Linked DNA regions of Columba livia: region 1 is linked to region 2. Evidence: chromatin contacts called from public Hi-C data. All regions are on one chromosome and are shown on one strand. The core of a region is the stretch at or near the end of the contact, and the rest is flanking DNA. Distances in the headings are between cores, read along the strand shown. Region 1 overlaps NOL8 (nucleolar protein 8). Region 2 overlaps IARS1 (isoleucyl-tRNA synthetase 1).

What was found. A called contact is a pair of places that touch in the nucleus more often than the background predicts.
Region 1: a contact with region 2 is called in a Hi-C map of liver, with 5 times the contacts expected there. The contact joins two enhancer-like sites. A contact is called at or near these places in 2 of 2 Hi-C or Micro-C datasets (crop and liver).

Annotation. Positions count from the first base shown.
Region 1 is chr10:4,666,707-4,671,877 of bColLiv1.pat.W.v2, forward strand. NOL8 (nucleolar protein 8) reads right to left here. Exons shown (of 17, transcript XM_065074501.1): 17 at 4,616-5,171. Among named protein-coding and RNA genes, the nearest start is that of NOL8, 16 kb to the right of the region's middle. Within about 2 kb of position 1,530, at least 2 of the 3 cell types and tissues checked have an H3K27ac peak away from gene starts, as active enhancers do.
Region 2 is chr10:4,618,806-4,623,314 of bColLiv1.pat.W.v2, forward strand. IARS1 (isoleucyl-tRNA synthetase 1) reads right to left here. Exons shown (of 37, transcript XM_065074495.1): 8 at 4,476-4,509. Among named protein-coding and RNA genes, the nearest start is that of IARS1, 15 kb to the right of the region's middle. Within about 2 kb of position 1,791, at least 1 of the 3 cell types and tissues checked has an H3K27ac peak away from gene starts, as active enhancers do.

The sequences.
Region 1 (5,171 bases), core at 280-2,779, 48 kb after region 2:
GGAACAGACTGTTCACCACCATCATACAAAGTGGTGTTGGTGTGACTTTTCAAGGCACCGTTCCACTCAAGTGTTTCAGCACTTACATGCCTTGGATGAGAACAAGTTATCAAGCTATACAGAATTACCACTTCTCAGCTGAATCATGGGAATTGACAGTGCAATGTAAAATGAATGACCTTAAACCTTTTGTGGTTATGATTTACCACGTTATCTCACATTGGCCACGGAGTAACAACATGCACATGCTCACTACCCTCTCTTCTGACATGCATATGTTCTTTTAAATACAGTAACATCAGCAGAAGTAGTTAGATAATACTTTTGTATTTCCAAAGGTAAGGTGCACACCCAGGGCCTGGACACAGGATAACATTGCTGCCATTGAAGTACAGCTGCTCTGTATGAACCAACAGCAAGTAGGCCATTAGTCAGCAGTAAACATGGGCTAAAAACAAGTTTTCATTGGGGTCTTATGTGAATGCATTTTACCTTTCTGTTTCCAAAAGCATAGAACTACATGCAGTTTCATTCAATAACTACATTCAGCTACTTTGCTGAATACACGAACACTCAAACGTAAGTAGCTTGGTAGCAGGACAAAGCCCTCAAGATTTTCTGTCCTAATGATTTGAATGGTATTCTCACTCATCAGTCACAGCAAAAAGTTACATTACTATGCTGCAGCGTAGTAAAACGTCTGTAGCAGCCAGGCCAGGCGAAGCTTTCACCGCTCCAGGTTTTAGAAGCCTCTTGGGAAGCTGGACCCTTGTTCAGCCCATGCTGAACCTGGTGTTGCTATTTGAGTACTGCTGTACTCAGTCCAGCTGGATGGAAGATAACCAGTGATACGCCTTCTGAACATAGCACGGCCATGGCCTTGGGCTCCCAGGACCTTTAGGGAGAATGTCCTCACTCTCAAACTGAACAAGCTATTTTTGGATTATACAAAATCGCCGTTAATAGATCTGCAGTAATGAAATGCTGCTTTAAAACAGCACCTGCTTTCTGCAAAGATGGGCAGTGATGGCTTCCACAGGTGTTCCTAAAATGCTGTGCTGCTCCAATGATTTCTTGAAGGCACTTCATACATCAGGCTGTCTGGGGAAGAGGAGAGTGTGACTTTAGGTGTGGGGGGAGGAAACAGGTATGACATAACAGGGAGCCGAGTTTTGCTTCTGGAAGCAACTGGTCTCTCCTTTTTCCTGCTTGTTTTGCCGCCATCTTCCCCACCCTCCCCTCTGCACCGGAGGCCTGGAAGCTCACAGCACACAGCCTTGGTCTGGCACGAACAGTGGTGACAGCGGGGGCCTCTTTTCGGCTCCGTCAGGCAGCTGGGACATACTAACTCACGTTCAGAAAAAAACAACTGCCGCTCTAAACAAGTTAGTTCCTTACCTTGTGTGCACGCAGACCTAGTAACTACACAGTCTGCTGAAAGGCAGGGACGTTGTTTTATCAACAAAATGGTGTAAACGGCTTGAAACAGTGTAGAACTGGCTACTGCAGAACAGGGCAGAACCACAGGTGCAGAGAACTGCAGGCTCCAGAGGAGACACCGCAGAGCTAAACAGAAGCTAAAAAAGCAACAAATGCAGCCCTGTTGGAAAAGCAAAACGCCAAGGAAGAAGGGAATGGGACGGTAGGTGACGCTGGGTGCGACTGCCTCCCCCTGCTATCTTACCGGCACCGGCTGCCGCCACCAGGGAGAACCCGATACAGCAGCCACACGGGCCCCACGGCCACCACACGGGCCCCACGGCCACCACACGGGCCCCACGGCCGCTCTTGCAGAGCGACCGGCGTTCGGCTCCCAGCATGCAGGATTTATATCCTGCTGCTGCTGACAGAGCAGGTAGTTCCAGTGAAAATGTCTCCTATTTTCCACACAAACCAGCAGCAACACCCAAATATAATATGCCAAACATCTGACTTGAAACACCACAGGGGAAAGCACAGGATTGTAAGGAAAGATATGTCAAAATACAGAGGGGATGAAAGGGAAGACTGAACAAAGGTACTAAACATTCATGTTTGCAATATCCTCAAATATGACAGATGAAACATTATGATGAAAAAGCCTACTAAATTTTAAGACATGAAAGTGTGCCACCTTCATAATTTTGCAAATATGTAAAAAAAACTTTCAAAAAGCAGTCAGGTATTCCTTTGCCCAGTCATATAAATTTAATACAGTGATTTGATACAGCAGTCTTTAGTGTCAAAATATTCCGAGGACCTGAGTAACCTGAGTGATTAGATTCCAGGAAGGCACTGACCGTTAGCACAACCAGTCAGCCATTTTGTGCAAGCGTCAACGCTGATCCACGCCTAAGTGCAGATTTACTAGAAAGAGGATTTTCTAGTAATGCGCTACTGCATAATACCTCCTGGCAAACTGGTACAAACATGTTCCTTGTTATGGTAAAAATCAAAGAGAATTCAGCTTAGTGCTCTTTCACCTTCTCCAGGTGAAAGAGAAATGCATGAAAATCCATGCAGGTTGAAACTTGCAAACTCCAGCAAAGTCAGAAGGGCTGGTCAGAGGTGCCCAGCACTTTTATTTCTTTGCTAATTTGGCGCTTTGATGAACCTCTTTAATGCCTAAAGTGGCTTGAAAAGATTAGGTTTGACTGAAACCCTACACTGCTGTAAATGGTGCATCATTACGCTTCTTCAGCCTACGATGCCCGGTGTTCAGCAGTTCACCACAAAAACCAGTTCAATTTAAGATCTTCACAAAGCAGCATAACACACCAGGGTATTTAAAAATGGAGTCTGATCTCACGGCTTTCAAACATAAAGCCTGTTACCTACGAACTTATCCTTTCATGGTTGCCAAAGAATAAGACTAAGAATTTTTTGCTGTTTTCAAAGTTCTAGAATGTGAAATGAATTCTGATGACAGAAAAAAAACCCAAAATAAAAACATGACTCAGACAAACTTCAGAAGGAATAGGGAGAAAACACAAACAAACAAACCAAGCAAACCAACCCACTTCCAAAAAAATACAATTTTTCTTTTTCATCTACTCAGTACTTTAGTACTTTGGCTATTCACTTTTTGATCTTCCATGCTCTTAACTTGCGCCTCTCAAGACCAGACAGTTTTCAGCTTGCTTATCTCATCTTTGTGGTTTATTTTGCCAGTCACTGACTTGCCATTTAACCTCTGGTTTACCCAAAATAAACAACAAGGGAATCTCAGTGGAAGAGACATACATAAGCCTCTCCATTGCTGACCATTCACCCCTACCAACGCTCACAGTCATCTCCTAACACACCTGAGCTTCCCATCCTTCTGTGAGGAAAAGATCCTGCAAAGGTCCAGGAAGGAACAGGTAGGGCAGGGAAGACAGAAACCTTCCCTTGCCAGCTGCCTTCTTGAAGGCATATGCAGATTTCTTGTGCAGGGAAAAAAAGCAAACATTAGGTAAATACAGAAGAGAGGCCACTTACCCCCTGACACTTACTGTACCTGGGCTAGCTACACGGCAGCCGAAGGAGCCGTTTCATCAGTCCCTGGGGGGTCTCTGGCACCGGTGCTGCAGTACCAGGGCAGGAAGAGTCCCCAGGGGAAGGCAGCCCACGTTGTGGGCTCTGGTGGGCGCCCAGGCAGCAGAGACATGTCCTCACCAAGCAGCACTGAGTCCACTGCAGACTCCACCAGGTGTGACAGGGTGAGCAGTACTTTGGTTCAGGTATCCCCCGCAAGCAGGCCTGAGCGAAATCAGCCCTGCTGTGCAAACCTTGGGAGTTGTGCTTGGATGAATCTTCTCAGGAACTCTCTGTTGCCATTTGCTATGTCAGCAAGGAAAGAGAATGGCCATGACTCGATGGAGCAGGGCCAGAGCAAAGCATCCGTCCTGCAGCCGGGCACAGGGCCTACTGGGGTGGCCAGTGTGGGGCTGAGAGCAGTGGTGGAGTCTGGGCTTCGGCCTCATGGAGGAACTGGAAACAGGACAGTGGGGAAAGAAGAGCAGGGACGTCCTGCAGCTGCCATATGCCACGGCAGCAGGAGCTCATCCATTTTCCTTTCTCCATCAGGATGCCACTGTGGGAGAACGACAATGCATACGCACACCTCGGTGACAGGCACAGCCGCTGTGATGCCAGGGAGTGCCTTTGTCCCCAAGGCAGGGAGCACAGAGAGGGACGGGGGTAAGTTGGCCAAGCTGCACCCTGGGGCTCTGTGTGCGATCTCTGTCTCCCCAAGGGCTCAAAGCAGAAGGACTGCGAACGAGAGCTCTGCCGGACCGGCCTGTGCTGCGGTCACTTTGTCCGCAGAGCCATGAAGCCCCTTGCTTCCCCAGGTCCTGGCAACTGTTCCTGTGCCGCTCCTGCGCCGCCGAGGGCACCCACAGAGGCTGCTTCGGCTTGAGGACCAGCGGGTCCCTCTGGGAGTGTGACAGCTGTGCTGGCCTGGGCACTGGTGAGAGGCAAGGGGTGTCCCGGGACTGGGGCCGGGCAGGGCCTGGCAGCGGGACATGGGCTGGGCTCGGCAGAGCCTCTCTGCTCCAGCAGACCCTCTGCAGCATATAGGACACATAAGGACATAAGACCTTATGTGTAAAAATATCATTCATTCAACAACAAGCATACAACACCAGCAACATTCGTCCTTAATATTCATTAATGTACATTACTCAATTAAAAAGTGGAAAAATTATCTCTGTGAAGAAATACAAATTATCCATTTCATAAGTCTTCCTTGTTCCATATGTATTTTCATAAACTTCTGGTAAACTTCTAGTCTGGAAATATTCATAAAGGAAGCTCAAACAGGATTTCTGTCACATTTGGCAGGATTCAGGTTATATTGTCCTACAGACATGGAGCTGCTGCTTGTTCTCAATCCTGTTCAGCACTGGGGCCTGGGAACACAGCACAAGAACCCTGTGCTGTCTTGATCAAATTCTCAAAAATCTTGCAAAGCATTAAGTCACAAGTAAACCATATAGGGGGGAAAAAAAATATATTAAAAAAAAAAAAAAAATCAAACCTTGGTACAAAGACTGAATTGACACAATAAACATGTTCCTATTTAGAAACAAAGTTGAACAGTCTTCCCCAATATTATTTCCTATTAGACCTTTGAGAAAGTAGAATTTTCCAAGTAGCATTTTTCTGCAACTTCTTCAAAGAAGAAATATAAAACGTTTCTGACCAGT
Region 2 (4,509 bases), core at 541-3,040:
GTTCATGTCAAGATAAAAAACTTAACAGCCTCTGTAGACTTAAAAAAAAAATCACGCAAACCACACTATGTAAGAAAAAAAGTCCCATCATCTACACAATTGAGCAAACAGACTGCATCCAAACAGCACGGACTCTGAGGAAAAGGTTCTCCTGTGATTCATCAAGAACACTTAAAAGACAAAACGAAATTAAAACAAACAACAAAAACCAAAACAAAACACAAAACCAAAAAACACCAAAACAAACAACACTCCAACACAAATGCATGGGGACAAAAAACACAGGGCAGGAGTCAAAAGAAGCATGAACATACGAAGAACATATTAAGCCCACTAACAAACACAGCCAGCCTGTCTTCAGAACAGCATCTTTGAACGACACCTTCTTGAGAGACAGAAAAAGCATTTGTTCTGTCGCCTGAGAATTTTAAGTGCAGAAGTTTTCAAGTATTATGTTCCACTACCAGTGAAAGCTTTAGAACCCCAGCATATATATCACTCTGCTCCAGATCTACCCTCCAAGCTCTCAGCAAAAGCAAGGGCATTCCCTGATGTAATTCTAGGCTCAGCATGTTAAATGATATCTGAAACTGATACTAGACTTACCCCAATGATCACCCAAAGTGTAATCCTCCTTCAAAATACAGGTAAGGACATAAAACAAGAAGGCTGCAATGGCAAGAAGGTAACAAAAAGGAGCATAGAACACTAAGTGCATAAAACAAACAACAGTATGAGAATAAACGCAGATAGCTAGTAGAAAAATGGACAAAAAAAAAAAAAATCTTACGAACACTATTTCTCTAGAGAATCATTGAAGAGTCACAGAAAACACAAAATGCATAGTTATTCCTATTAAGACCCAGAGATCTGCTGTTCCCAAATCATTTTGGTTTAGGCTGGATAATTCCACAGGCAGAAGAAAACTAAATCAAACCCCAACTTTTACTGCTTCACAGAAAAGGAATAAGCAACATAACAATACAGTTGCTTTGATCTCTACAATAAACCAGTCCTCCTCTCAATGGGGAGTCCCCCTTCACCTTCTCGCTGAGAAGGGCTAAGGCAGCGGGACACAGATATTTAGTGACAAGAGTTCATCTGGAAAATACACAGCATGGAAAAAAAATGTTGCGCCAAAACAAAAGCAAAGCTACACACAGGGAATCAGGCAACTCAAGGCAAATGTTACAGTTTCAGGAGGTACCTACGACCTCTTCAGCTGCAGCCTAGAAATGGTGCGGGGACATCTCAGGGCTGACACCACTATAGAACACACCTGGTAAGGAAGGGGAGGTCTCCTCTTAATAACAACCCTAAAAACTGAGGCTGGAGCAACTGAGATGGGTCCAGTGGAGGGAAGGCAGAAATGGACAAAAAGCCCCATCACCAAAGGGAGCTCCATACTGCATTGCCTCAGCAAACAGAGATGCTTACAGCATGCAGCTATGTTCTCAAACACATGAAGTACCAATTTGTTACCATAACTAGGAATCGTTTTCCTTCTCTCCCCACCCACTATCCAGTGTTATCACAAAAAGACTCAAGAGTATCTTCTTAGGGTACAGCAATAGCTACAGTGAGCTACATGAGCACGTGGTGGTTTCACACTATACACGCAAGCCTTTCAAAAGATACATGCAGCTTTCAACTGTTTTTTAAAAATTTGGACTGCAATTTCTAAATTTAGCCACTGGATGGTGACAGAAACCTGTTTAACTGACCCCAAGCTTTGTGCAAAGCAGGATCCCGGAATTGCAGGTGATCAGAGCAGCAGCTCCGCAGCTCTGACCATTGTCAGCACCTCAGTGCTCTGCCTCAGTGGCCACGGAGAATCTCCTCTGGAGCTGAAAACCTGCAGCTGGCCTGATAGCTACGTGAGAAGCCAGCAGGGAAGACAATTTACTAGTTGGTTTTTGGTTTGTGTTTGTATTTCTTTTTCAATGCTCACACACTTCTTTCGGACCGCTTATAGATTAGTAAGAAGTTTAAGATCGCATCACATCAAACTGCTCTCAGTGTCATCCATCTCATGAGTTGTAAAAAAAAAAAAAAGGCAAGAAAATATTGCTTGTTGTTTCCATGCTAGCTCAAGAACAGTGTTCTCATTGTACTGTTTTCAGTGAAGGACACATTTTCACTGAGATTCAAGCTAGCTGCAGTGTGGATATACAAATTCTACAGAATTAGAACTTAAAAATTCTATTCAACATATCTAAGACCTCAGGAGCTGACTGTCTTCACATAAGAAACCATTGCAGTTTCATCTCTTAATGACACCAACATTCCCCTGAAAAATTCTGCCAGGAAGCCACGATTTTAGCATTGGATGAAATTTTGTTGCAAGTCAAAATTTAGTAGGCTGAAAATTAACTCTATTCTGTCAACCACCATATGGCACGGCACCAAAATGCTTACAAAGCAGTCATTTCCAACACACCCATTACAAAATACGAAAAAGAATGCTCTCTAGCATCCTGAGCTAGTATGGTATCACTGCAAAACAAGACATTAATAAACGACGTATTTGGTGTCTGAGTCCTAAACTAGTTAAAGTCTAAATAATTTGGACAAAATCAGCCACCACTGGAAACAACATTTATCATGACTATTACATTAGGTCACTGAACTCAACATAAACATCATGGATGAAAGCATATTTCACAGAAAGCAACAAATTCTAGTTGAGAGCACTCCAGAACTGCAAGCCTCAGGAAGAGCTAGAGACAAAAAGAAACCCAAACCCTAAACAGGTAGGTTTAGCTGATTAAAAGACTAAAGACAAAGCCCTTCCCTTATTTTAACCACAAAATTCATGGTTACCATGTTCATTACCACTATTATCATCAAAGCGTTTTTTCTGGGCCTAACAGCAGGCCAATATGGTCACCAAGTCAGTCGATGCAGAAATTAATCCACAGTGTCTCTCTGATACTTATCAGGACACTAAAGTTTTTGGTTTTAATTTAAAAAGGAACTTTTATATAACATAGAAGTTTTTTTTAAAAAATACAACAAAATAAAACAAAACACTAGAACATACCATTCAAATGAACACTCCTAATGCACATAAAATGTAATTTCAGTAATACAGGTTTCAATTTTGATGATTGCCTAGGTAACAATCTGATATTTTTACAAAATTGTAGATTATCCTGTCAAAAGCATTACACAATTACAAGAAAATTAAGAAGGAAGCAAAGAGGTAAAAAATTAAGAGGATGTCTGCCTATATACTCCCCGAAAACTAATGCCACAGAGATCTCAGAACCAAAGTTTAAATTTTAGAGTCTGTACCCAAAATAAGCAGAGATCATGATTTCTGATGCCAGGAGAAAGACCAGAAATCTTCTTTCAAAGGGAAGAAAAAGAGGCTTGGGTTGTTGAGAGAGACCCTGCAGCTAGTTCAAGTCAAGTTTTTTTTAAATGGTCCTTGGAAGACGATAGTAAAATAGGATTTAAGTGCCACCAAGTATTTTTGTAACATGTAAAAGAAAGGTTTCCTGTCAGTCTTAGCTTTGCCATCATGCAGGGTTCCTTCAGCTAAGTTAGTTAAACATCTGCTCCCTTCTCACCATCTTTTCAGTGCTCACTGAAAACTCGTTGGCACTGCAGCCCTTTACAAAGGCTTCAGAGATCTCTGGAAATTCTGTCAATCCTTAACCATATTTAACTAACTATACAACTGAAGGTTATCAGAAAAACTAATATTAAAGAACATCAGTAATACTTTAGTATGTATATAATTTGTTTTTCAATGGCTTTTTGTCAGCGCACCTCTGCTAAAACTCTTCCTGCAATTCACCTTGTAAGTCTACCACGTAAAGGACCTAATGTTGACATTTCTTCACCATGTTAGGTCAACTTGACCATCCTTCACCTGTAAGGTCGTTGGGTCTTTTGGAATTCCAACAGTCACTCTGAATACAGTGCCAAAATTCCTGAACTTCACTTAGCTCTGCACCAGCAGTACAAGACACATGTCCAACCACACTGCCAAGAAAAAGATAACAGCAGATTCCCAGCCTCTACATTCAGGCTTGAAAAAGAGCTTTAGAGCTAAACACAGTTTGGGCAGTTTGCACATTTGCAGCTGACAGTGTGAAGAACATCAAGAATTTAGAGATATAGTGTAATTTCCTAAACCAAGCACGGAACACAACAGTAGATCTCCAGAATCGCTTGTAAGCTGACATGCAGCAGCAAGACTTCAGGGCTCCATGTAAAGCACAACTATTGTACGTTATTTCGAAAAACTCCGCTATCCTGAAGAAAAAGGTAGGTCCGTTAATTCCCTCACTTTGACATCAAGAGCTTTCACATCACCTTAATTACTTTACCCATTGTTTTTCCAAATCTGGCATATTTTGGAACAGTTCTAGTGATGTATGAACCAATACATCTTTACAATCATTGAAGCCTTCTTACCAGGGCAAATTCATAAAGCGTACATACAATGTATGAAGTTAACTCACCACACAGACTCCATGAACTCAGGATAAAGAGTTT